2 separate regions of the Gossypium hirsutum genome follow, and region 1 is linked to region 2. Evidence: chromatin contacts called from public Hi-C data. All regions are on one chromosome and are shown on one strand. The core of a region is the stretch at or near the end of the contact, and the rest is flanking DNA. Distances in the headings are between cores, read along the strand shown. Region 1 holds the start of LOC107897584 (O-fucosyltransferase 39). Region 2 holds the start of LOC107898636 (kinesin-like protein KIN-14B).

Region 1 (4,750 bases), core at 850-3,349, 300 kb after region 2:
TTGAGGATTTTATTTATTTATCGAAGGGTAACCTCAATCTCCCATCCTGACTCGCTCTCCATTGATGTATTTTAATTCTAGAAGGGATTTTCTAGAAGAGTTTTAGTTTTCCTTTTAGTTCCTTTTCAGACTTATTTTCTTTCTTGATTACTCATTTTTATTCGTTGTTTCAGATGCATTTAATGGACATTTGTTTCCAAACCCCTGTAACGATTTTTTATAAAATTAAAAAGATAATAAAATGGAGAAGTGTAAAATGAATTTAAATTAATCATAATAAACTTAAATAAAATTTTAAATCTATATTTTAAATCAAATTAGGTTTAAGGTAACTTAAAAGATTGAAACCCACTCCTCTACTCACAATAAATCCCATAAATAATTAATCAATTTTACTTTTCCTTTGGTAAGGGAAGTAATATAATAATAAGAGGAAAACTACAATCCGAGTTTCAAAATATTTTAAGGATTATTGTTGAGTTTTTAAAATTTATAAGTAGGGGTCTATCATCTATCATTTTTATACCTATACATAAAAAGAAGGTTCAACTTAGTCGATACGTGTCACTTCTTTTCTTTTTGCATCATATAAAAAAAGGGTAAAATTTCAATTTTAGTCCTATATTGTCCTCACCTATATATAATGGGTCAACCTTTTTTTCCTTTTCTTCTTGCATTATTTAAAAGAATGGTAAAATTTCAATGTTGGTCCCTATGGTATCCTCAAATTTAAGATTATATAACAATTGTCAAATTTTAATTTTGGTCTATGTGCTACACTCGAATATAAGATCTAATCTTTTTACTTCAACTTTTTGATATAAATTAATATCTCAACTTCAATAATGTCATAGATTAGCTCAAATACTATATTTAATTAAAATATTGATATAACTTTTGAGAGTTGTAAACACTCTTGAAATCATTTGTGAAATTCAAGTCCATTGCATTTTTTTTTGTGTTACATGGTTGCTAAATAAGTGGGTATTTTTTTAATTTCAAAATATCACACTAGTGAATTTGATAAAATAATATAATAGTGTTAATAATTAAATTTAAATTTTTTAAATTCAAAAAATAGAGGGACTAAATTCTTAAAAGTAAAAGTATGAATACTAAATTTCAAATGTACAAAGACTATAGAAATATAGTTTATATTTTAATCTTTAAACATTTACTCTATAATTTAGACTTAAAAATAATTAACCCATCATGAAAGTAAAAACTATACTAATAATATATAAAAACAACATACATAATGTAGATATTTTGTCTCCAACTATTGACACGTGATTACCCTTTTCTTTCTTTCTTTCCTTTTTTCTAAATAAGTTAAAAAAAGTTCTGAAAAAATCAATCTTGCTTATAATATAAAAAATAATAAATCATATTAATCACCTAAATGAGTGGTCTTCATGTCGAATCCTTATAACAAGAGGAAAGAAGACAATATGAGCCGATTTTGACAAGGTATGAATGACAATAAGACTAAGACATAAAGGAAGGAAGGTGATACTTTTAATCACCTATATTTTCCATTTTTTAATGAAATTATTAATCAACAAAATTAATAGAATTTTTTTACCTATATGTATGAGTCAAAATTATAGTAATTTTCAATTAATAATTCTCAATTTACAAGTTATGCACAGATTATATTTTGGTAAAATTTTATAAAGTGTTCCTATACTATGCTCTTTTAGGTGGATTTAGTCCTTGTACAATAAAAATGTTTGTAATGTTTGTAGATTAAATCAGGTTAAGGTTTGATTTTAAAAAGAAATTTTACTCAAAACTTATATTATTATTTAAAAATGAATGAAATATCAAAATATATAATTTTATATAATTTATGTATTTTTATAATTAAATTTAAATAAAATTATTTTTTAAAATTATTTTATTTAAATCAATAAATCATATTATATTAACAAAAATACTATGATTGATTTGGAACCTAAATCAATGAATCTTTCACATTAATTTTAGACGAAATTGAGAATTGAGTTCATCCAAAAACATGGGGCCCCCAGACAAATGTGATCAGAACTACCATATTTTTTATATGCATGAATGTAGTACCTAAAAAGACTTGAATAGTTTCGAAGGTAGCGTAGCGTCTGCGTCGGTGCTCTCATCTAACCACATTCTCATCACTGTTCTCCCTTAAAGATGTTTACTTTAATCAAAAGTTTCACAAATCCCCCCACCGCACCCAACGGTCTTATTTTTGTCTCTAACGAAACACTTGTGAAAAATAAAGAAATAATTTTTACCCACTGATTCATGTTTTACTGTGAATTTCCGTGCACGACCACCAAGTTTCCAACTTTATCCATGGGGTATATATGTTCCTTATGGGTTCCCCCTTAAGAAATAAAGGACACCGTTTCTCATAATCAAAGCTTTACAGGTGTCTATGTCAGGCGCCTTAAGTAAGGCCACAATGTGAGAAACGAAGAGAAGGTGATGCATGCGGTGTTGGCTGGGTGCTTGAGTTTGAGTCTGCTTCTTCCTTCTTCTATGTTTCTTCTTTTCGGCTATATTGATTAAAATTTTGTTTTAAGCTTTGCTTGTTTGAGTTCTTTTCGCTATCAAGGCCTATCAAAGCCAACAAAGAAGAAAAAAACTGAGGAAAGTGGTCATTTTTAGATCTGGGTTTCTCAACTTTAAGGGAAGAGTGATGATGAGATTAAATTTCCAGAGGCATTGTTATCAGCTTCTTAGAAGAAAAGCAATGTGTGGATTCTTTGTGTTGATTTTCCCACTTATTTTTCCTTGTTTATTTACTGCATTCACCCATGCTTCTCCTTCTACATTCTCGGTATGTTTCTATATCAAAATTTTTTTCTTTGCTTAATTTTCTAGGGAAAAAAAATATGAGTTCTGGGTTCCTGTAAATTTCATGGAAAGATAAATGGGAAGTTTTGAGTTGTTTGAGAGAAATTTTTTGCAATTTACTAAAAATGGAAAGTACGGATGATTTGGAGTTTAATTTTCCGACTGAAGTTTGTGGCTAACTGCAAGCTTATGCAGCTATGTGTCTAATAATCCGATTGCTTTATTAAAAATTATGCCAAATATGGCATTATTCTCTTTGGTGGTAATATATATAGTTAATTCACTTCAACTGGATGGTACAAATTTATAACCAATAATTGTTAATAGGGTATGTTGCTCAAACTTACTCTTTTATCTTTCCTGGAATATCCAGTCGGATATGGTGGCACTTGTGTCCGATATATATTTGAACATGAGACACGATCCTCTAAAGGCCTTGTAAAATTAAATATACCCGTACTGAACATATATTCGAAGAACACGACAAATGAAATGCTCATAACTTAACCTTTGTTGCAGGAGTGGAATGTCCCTAAACCTAGGCATTTACGTTTACTCAGGAGTGCCTTACAGCGGGAACGTGTGAGTAGATATGTTTCTTAAGCGGCATTTGCCCCTGTGTGTGCCTGGACTTGTAATTTCTTTGTCTGATTTATTTCAATGTTCCTATTCAGCTTACTGGGGAGCAATCTGATCTCTGGGCCCCTTTGGCTGACCAAGGGTGGAGACCATATCTTGGATCTGTAAATGCCCCTTGTGAGTTATTAGCCATGAGATTTTCTAGTTTTGGTTTCTTCATGATTGTTAATATTTGCTGAGTTACGAGACACTGAAACTGGAGTTTACGGTGGGCAGCATTGCCACAGAAATCGGAAGGATATCTACAGGTATTTCTTGATGGGGGACTCAACCAGCAAAGAATGGGGGTAGGTATTCGTATCTATTTAACATGCTTAGAGGAGTCGAGAATTGCGAACCATTCCGATATTTTCAGTCAAATGTTTATTTTGGGAAAGGAATTAGATGGTAAGGTGTTACATTTACTGTTTTTGTAGATATGTGATGCTGTTGCAGTTGCTAAAATACTGAACGCAACGCTTGTGATCCCGCATCTTGAAGTAAATCCTGTCTGGCAAGATTCAAGGTACTTTATGGGGAAAGAATTTTTCCTTTTCCGTTGCTTATTCCAATGGGAAATGTCTGGTTTTTTCCTCGGTTCTAAGGAAGCGTTTTTTTCTAAAGCGATTTCTTTCCCTGCAGCTCATTCATGGATATATTTGATGTGGATCACTTTATGAATGTGTTGAAGGATGAAATCCCGATCATCAAAGAGCTTCCTGATGAATTCTCGTGGAGCACAAGGGAGTATTATGCCACTGCTATTCGAGCTACCAGAATAAAAAGAGCACCTGTTCATGCATCTGCAAACTGGTATCTTGAAAACGTCTTGCCCGTACTGCAGAGGTTAGTAGCAGCAAGAACATTTTGTTTTAATACACGGTTTAGTGGCTTTTAGAAGTTTTGGGCTTAAGGACTTTTTTTTACCCTGTCATGCACTCGAACATGTCAGTTCCTGCCATGGTTTTAGTTTAGGAAATGTCAGCTAACCTGTTTGCCCAGTTTTGTGATTTTAGCCCAGTTTCTTTCACTTGCCAATTTGTGTGATCTAAAAGCATGTCCTATTTTGATACAGCAATGGGATTGCTGCAATTTCTCCGTTCTCTCACCGTTTGTCTTTTGACAACCTGCCGAGTGAGATCCAGCAACTACGATGTAAAGTCAATTTTAAAGCACTTGTTTTTGTTCCGCACATTAGAGCACTGGGAGATGCCCTTGTCCATCGCCTAAGGTTTCCTCCAGGTCAAAGTCGAGCAAGTAGCACTGACTATCTCCGGGAGACTACCAATCA
Region 2 (4,822 bases), core at 1,956-4,455:
CTAACCTTGTCCAACATGAGGCCCATAAACCCTGTCAAATTCAAAATCTTTTTTGGGGTTGGCAATTGTATCATCACCAGTATTTATACGAATAGTACACTCATCAGGAAATTCAACAATTGAAGGACCTTCATCTTCAAAAAGTGGTCTTGTCCGACAAAATAACTTTATGTTTCCTGAAAAAAGAATCTCATTTCTCAAAGAAAAGTACTATCATCATGACATGAAAAACAGATAGAAATAATACATGCCAGTAAATATCTGAAAATAAAGGGAGGGAGAGATCATTCAGAAAGCACAAAGTTGGAAAGTACCTTTGGCTGTCAATAAGTCATTAAACAACCTTTTCTTCTCATTGACCAACGGAGATATTCTAGCCTCACTTTCAAGGGCAAATTGATCTGCCATTTATATTTAGAGACAATTTATAACCATCAATAGAAGTAATAGAACTCAGCAACAACAAAATGTTGAAATGAAGGGGCAATAGTGTAACCATTTGGAGTATACAGGTATTTTATCAATTTGCAGTAATTTATATTTTTAAGATATGATGCCCTTTACTTTGCTATCCCCCCTTTCTTTTATTGTCAAATAGAATACAAATTCTTGAATGATCTTATCAAACTAAAAATATTGAAGACAAACCTAACAAAACAAAATCACACCATTCACCATTAAATGCATAAAATTGTGGATAAACTGAAGACCCTCATTATGCTTTGGTTGATTGCCATATACATATTATCAAATATTTATAACGTTACCACATTTTAGCTTCCCTAGTGGTCATATTTCCATGCTTCAGCAGCAAACTTCCAATAAAGGGCATTAAAACAAGGGTGACACAACTCCTGCAACATGCATAAAGGAAATAAAGAATTTATTTTCTTTATCCTTTTTACTCTTTTTAACCACTAATTTCTTTTGCTCTCCTTATTTCTTCTTAGTGCTTCTCCTAAAAGCATTTTTGGATCCCCTCTGTTCTTTTTGGACAAGGGGTCAACATAAAGCACTTTCAACTTTTTTCTTTAAATTTTTATCTCAAAATTCATCTCATGAGCACAAAATCATAGGCAACAGGAAAAGATAGCACAATGTTTCTTCTAAAAATTACAAGGTGATTACAAATAAACCAAACCCCGGAGAAGAATCTTTGGAATATACCATTAGACATACAAACCAAGCACTAAAATAGCTGAAGCATAAGGAATTCATGAACGTAACCCAAACAAACTGCCACTAAACCTTAATATATTACCTAGTTTACGAGTTTTATCTGCAAGAACACCTAGGTAACGTGTAACTCGATCGAGTTTAGCATTTGAATATTCCTGCAGATCATTAACTTCCTGTCGCAACTCCAAGTAGTCTTCTTTTGCAAGCTGCCAAATTAATTTAATAAAAAAATGCATCAAACACAAGACACTACAATGATAAAACCCGGAATGCATAGTAAATTACTATAGTGAGCCAAAACAATTTTTGCTTTAGCCCCACCCCAAAAATGCTTCTAACATCGAAGACATCATATGTTACCAATCATTATTTCAGACTTCAGAAAATACCAGAGAAATTAAGGATTTCCAGAACTGTTCTTTCATTAAGCTTGAATGCATATGACAAGAGTCAAAATTATTCACTCAAAATTTTGTGATCAACTTCAACCCAAGCAATCACCTAATCCATATGCTATCTTTTCAGACCAAGGAGATACGACAAAACTTAGGTAATAATAAAGAAGCTCATTTATTAATAGAATCAAAGACAAGTATCACATCGGAAAACCAGAGCACAGATCCCTTAATGGCTTCCCAAGAAAAATAAGCCAGACCTTAGAGTATATTAACATTAGATTAATTGACTTTTGAATTGTCAGCCAGCTATTTCATTTCCTATTCTCAAGCCACTGTTTGGTAATGGCTCGTGTTGTTGTCCCTCAAGATCAGCACATGCATTATGTCAAAGATTCATTGTCACAATTACAAGTTTTCCACAGAACTATCATAAAATTGCCATATAGGATAGGTGGGGAAAGCTTTTTCTTTTCATCCAAACATTGGGCAACAAAGTCCACTCAAATATCATAAAAACAGGCATCCCAATCGACATTTGACACAATGCACAATCTTACAACAGTTGAAACCAGCACAATTTGGATCATCAAGAAGGATCCGAAGCTTCTGTAGCAAGAATGCGAAAAGTATTAAACATTCTCAACTGAGTTTTCTGCATGAACAACAATTCACATACCAGAAACTGATGACCAAGTTGTGGTTCATCAGAATCTGACACTACAAACTGATGACTAAGTTGTGGTTCATCAAATCCAAATTCTAATTCGCCAATAAAATTTTATACAGCTTTGAGCTCCTCCATTAAATTTGGATCAATTTCCCAGCAAACCTAATCTTCCAGAAAATGACATTAAAAAAAGCATATTCTAGTTGTATTTGTTAAAATTTATAGATTAAAACAAACTACTCAAAAACACTGCATGTTAATTCCTAAAAACCGAGCTTAGTTAAAATCACATTGATAGACTAAAGCGACTACTTCAACTCCATCGGAACAAGTTACCAGCTAAAACACTAATCACTCGAAAACTTTCACAATCCGAAGCCGATTCACACCATTACCTTAACTTTATCCTTCAATCGGAGCACCTTAGAAGCCAAAGCCTGCTTAGAAAATTCCGAAGAAAACGGTGAAGCCAACGAGGAGGCAGCCGAGATCGAGTACCGTCGCATCAACGGCGCAACAGTGGCCCTAGGTAGGTCCTCCGGAGACGACGGCGACGTCCGCCGTGGCTCGAAGCCACTCACCTCCCAGTTCCACCGGTTATTGCTGCTACTCTTGTGCTCCCCCATTGCCCCAAACAAATTGGGGAAAAAAATTAAAAAAAGCTCAAAAAAATAAAATCTAAAAAAAGGTAGGGGTTTTTCAAAAATCTAGTGGTAGCAGTTGCAGTTATGTAAATGCTGCGTTCCCGATGAGCTATGTCTGGCTCATTTTAATTTTAATTTTTCAATTTTATTTTTAATTTTTCCCTCTTTGGGGATTATAAACGAGGGGATGGGGGAAACGGGTGGGACTGGGCGTAAAACGTAGTCATTTTCCAAACTTTATGAAGGGAACAATTATATGGGACAATTTTAGACGCAATCAAATGTGCGTTTGGAAATGGTTCGGAACTCGCTCTCACGCACCACAGACTTGTTTGTTTTTCTTTTAAATAGAGCGTGTGATTTTTTATGCTTCAGCGTGTCCAAACATCTGTTCATAAATGTGTTGGATCAACATTTAACTCAATTTTGTATTTGTTTTAATTTTTTGTTCAATCCAAATTTCTTCCCCCATGCCATCAATTTAACTGAATTTTTCCCTTCCATTTTTCTTTTTCCTTTGTTCAGGTATACTAATGCATATATTTATTTTAAATTCTGAATTTATTTGAATATTAAAATAGAATTTACGTAACGGATCAATTAATATTATCCATCAAATACTACCTGAATTTGTTAAATAATTAAATCTAAAGTCACAATTAAGCTTTTTAAAAAGTAAAATCAATAATAAGTTGGGACATGAGTTCCAATATTCAAATCAGATACATAAAAAAATAAATTATTTTTTTATATAAATCAATTGTGAATAGTATTATCATATATCAAATTTAAATATTCTTTTAAAAAATAAATAAATCTATAAATATTTGAATTCACACGATGATGAATTACGTATGGTGGTACTTTCTGGTTAATCCAAAACTTTTGAAAGACGGATAAATTTGATCTACGGACAACACAAGAAAACTGCCTGTGAATTGTTTGTTCTTTACCCCAAAATTTGAATGCTTTTATTATTATTTTTTGATGGGTGGTGGTGGAGGGAGTGAGTTTATTGAGAGCAAAATTATGTGTGTTTACAGGATGAGCTGGCAAAAACATGTTTTTATGATTTTCTTTTTTAAATTTGTTGGCAGGCTTTGTTCCTATTGGATATGGCAAAACCCGCCTCACACTTTCAAACATTCCTATTTACCCAAAAAAAAAAAGTAAAAATAAAACACGCTTTAGAAAAATAATCCTATTTGTTATTAAAAAAGGCTTTTCACCCAAAGAAAAAACACAATGAAAGGCTAATTTTTCTTTATAGCATGCATTTGAAATCAGAATTTATTAATTTTTCTTTTCTTTTTTTTTTGGGTACAAAAAATTTATTAGTTTCTTATTAAAGAATTAAAAAGGTCGTGATAAAATAATAAAAAGGGATGGGTGGCGCCATCTTTTGAAATGATGATGAACATCATCATATTTTGAGTGTAGATGCAGACATTTTATTTTTCTATAAATGATTTCTTAGTTTATGACGTATTGCTTTTTTTACTAGTAGTTTTCTCATAAGTTTTCTTAACATGAATTACAAATCTCCTTTTCCATCTCTGTGAAATCTTCTATGGTTGTTTGATCCTCTCGGTGATTTTTTATTTGCCTGCTCTTTCTTATTTATAGTCACCTCTCCTTAGATTTTTCATTTAAACTCTAATGTCACATTGGATTAAAGTAATATATTTTTACATGTTTTAGTTATTGGTTAATTGTAAATTTTTTCTTAATGTTATTACACTAGTAACCATTAACCAAACATAGCATAAGTCACTTTCTAGTTTTACAACATATTTTCGTTCCCTTCTCTTATTTTGCTAGTTTGCATAGCTCTATATAACGATAACTAGGATGTTGTGAATGATATAGTGAGCAAAAACCTTAAAAATAAACTCATCATGATTTATCTGGAGGTAAATGCCAAAATCGATGAT

Evidence for each region. Hi-C and Micro-C count contacts between places; a contact is called where the count stands out from the background.
Region 1: a Hi-C map of leaf shows a contact between it and region 2, with 4 times the contacts expected there. The contact joins the promoter of LOC107897584 here to the promoter of LOC107898636 in region 2. A contact is called at or near these places in 13 of 34 Hi-C or Micro-C datasets (callus, leaf and seedling).

The regions. Positions count from the first base shown.
Region 1 is chrA11:55,660,775-55,665,524 of Gossypium_hirsutum_v2.1, forward strand. LOC107897584 (O-fucosyltransferase 39) reads left to right here and starts at 2,100. Exons shown (of 10, transcript XM_016823079.2): 1 at 2,100-2,824; 2 at 3,361-3,423; 3 at 3,516-3,597; 4 at 3,697-3,767; 5 at 3,897-3,985; 6 at 4,102-4,305; 7 at 4,535-4,750. The coding sequence starts at 2,684.
Region 2 is chrA11:55,357,949-55,362,770 of Gossypium_hirsutum_v2.1, forward strand. LOC107898636 (kinesin-like protein KIN-14B) reads right to left here and starts at 3,206. Exons shown (of 24, transcript XM_041081986.1): 1 at 2,640-3,206; 2 at 1,262-1,385; 3 at 315-401; 4 at 6-176. The coding sequence starts at 2,870.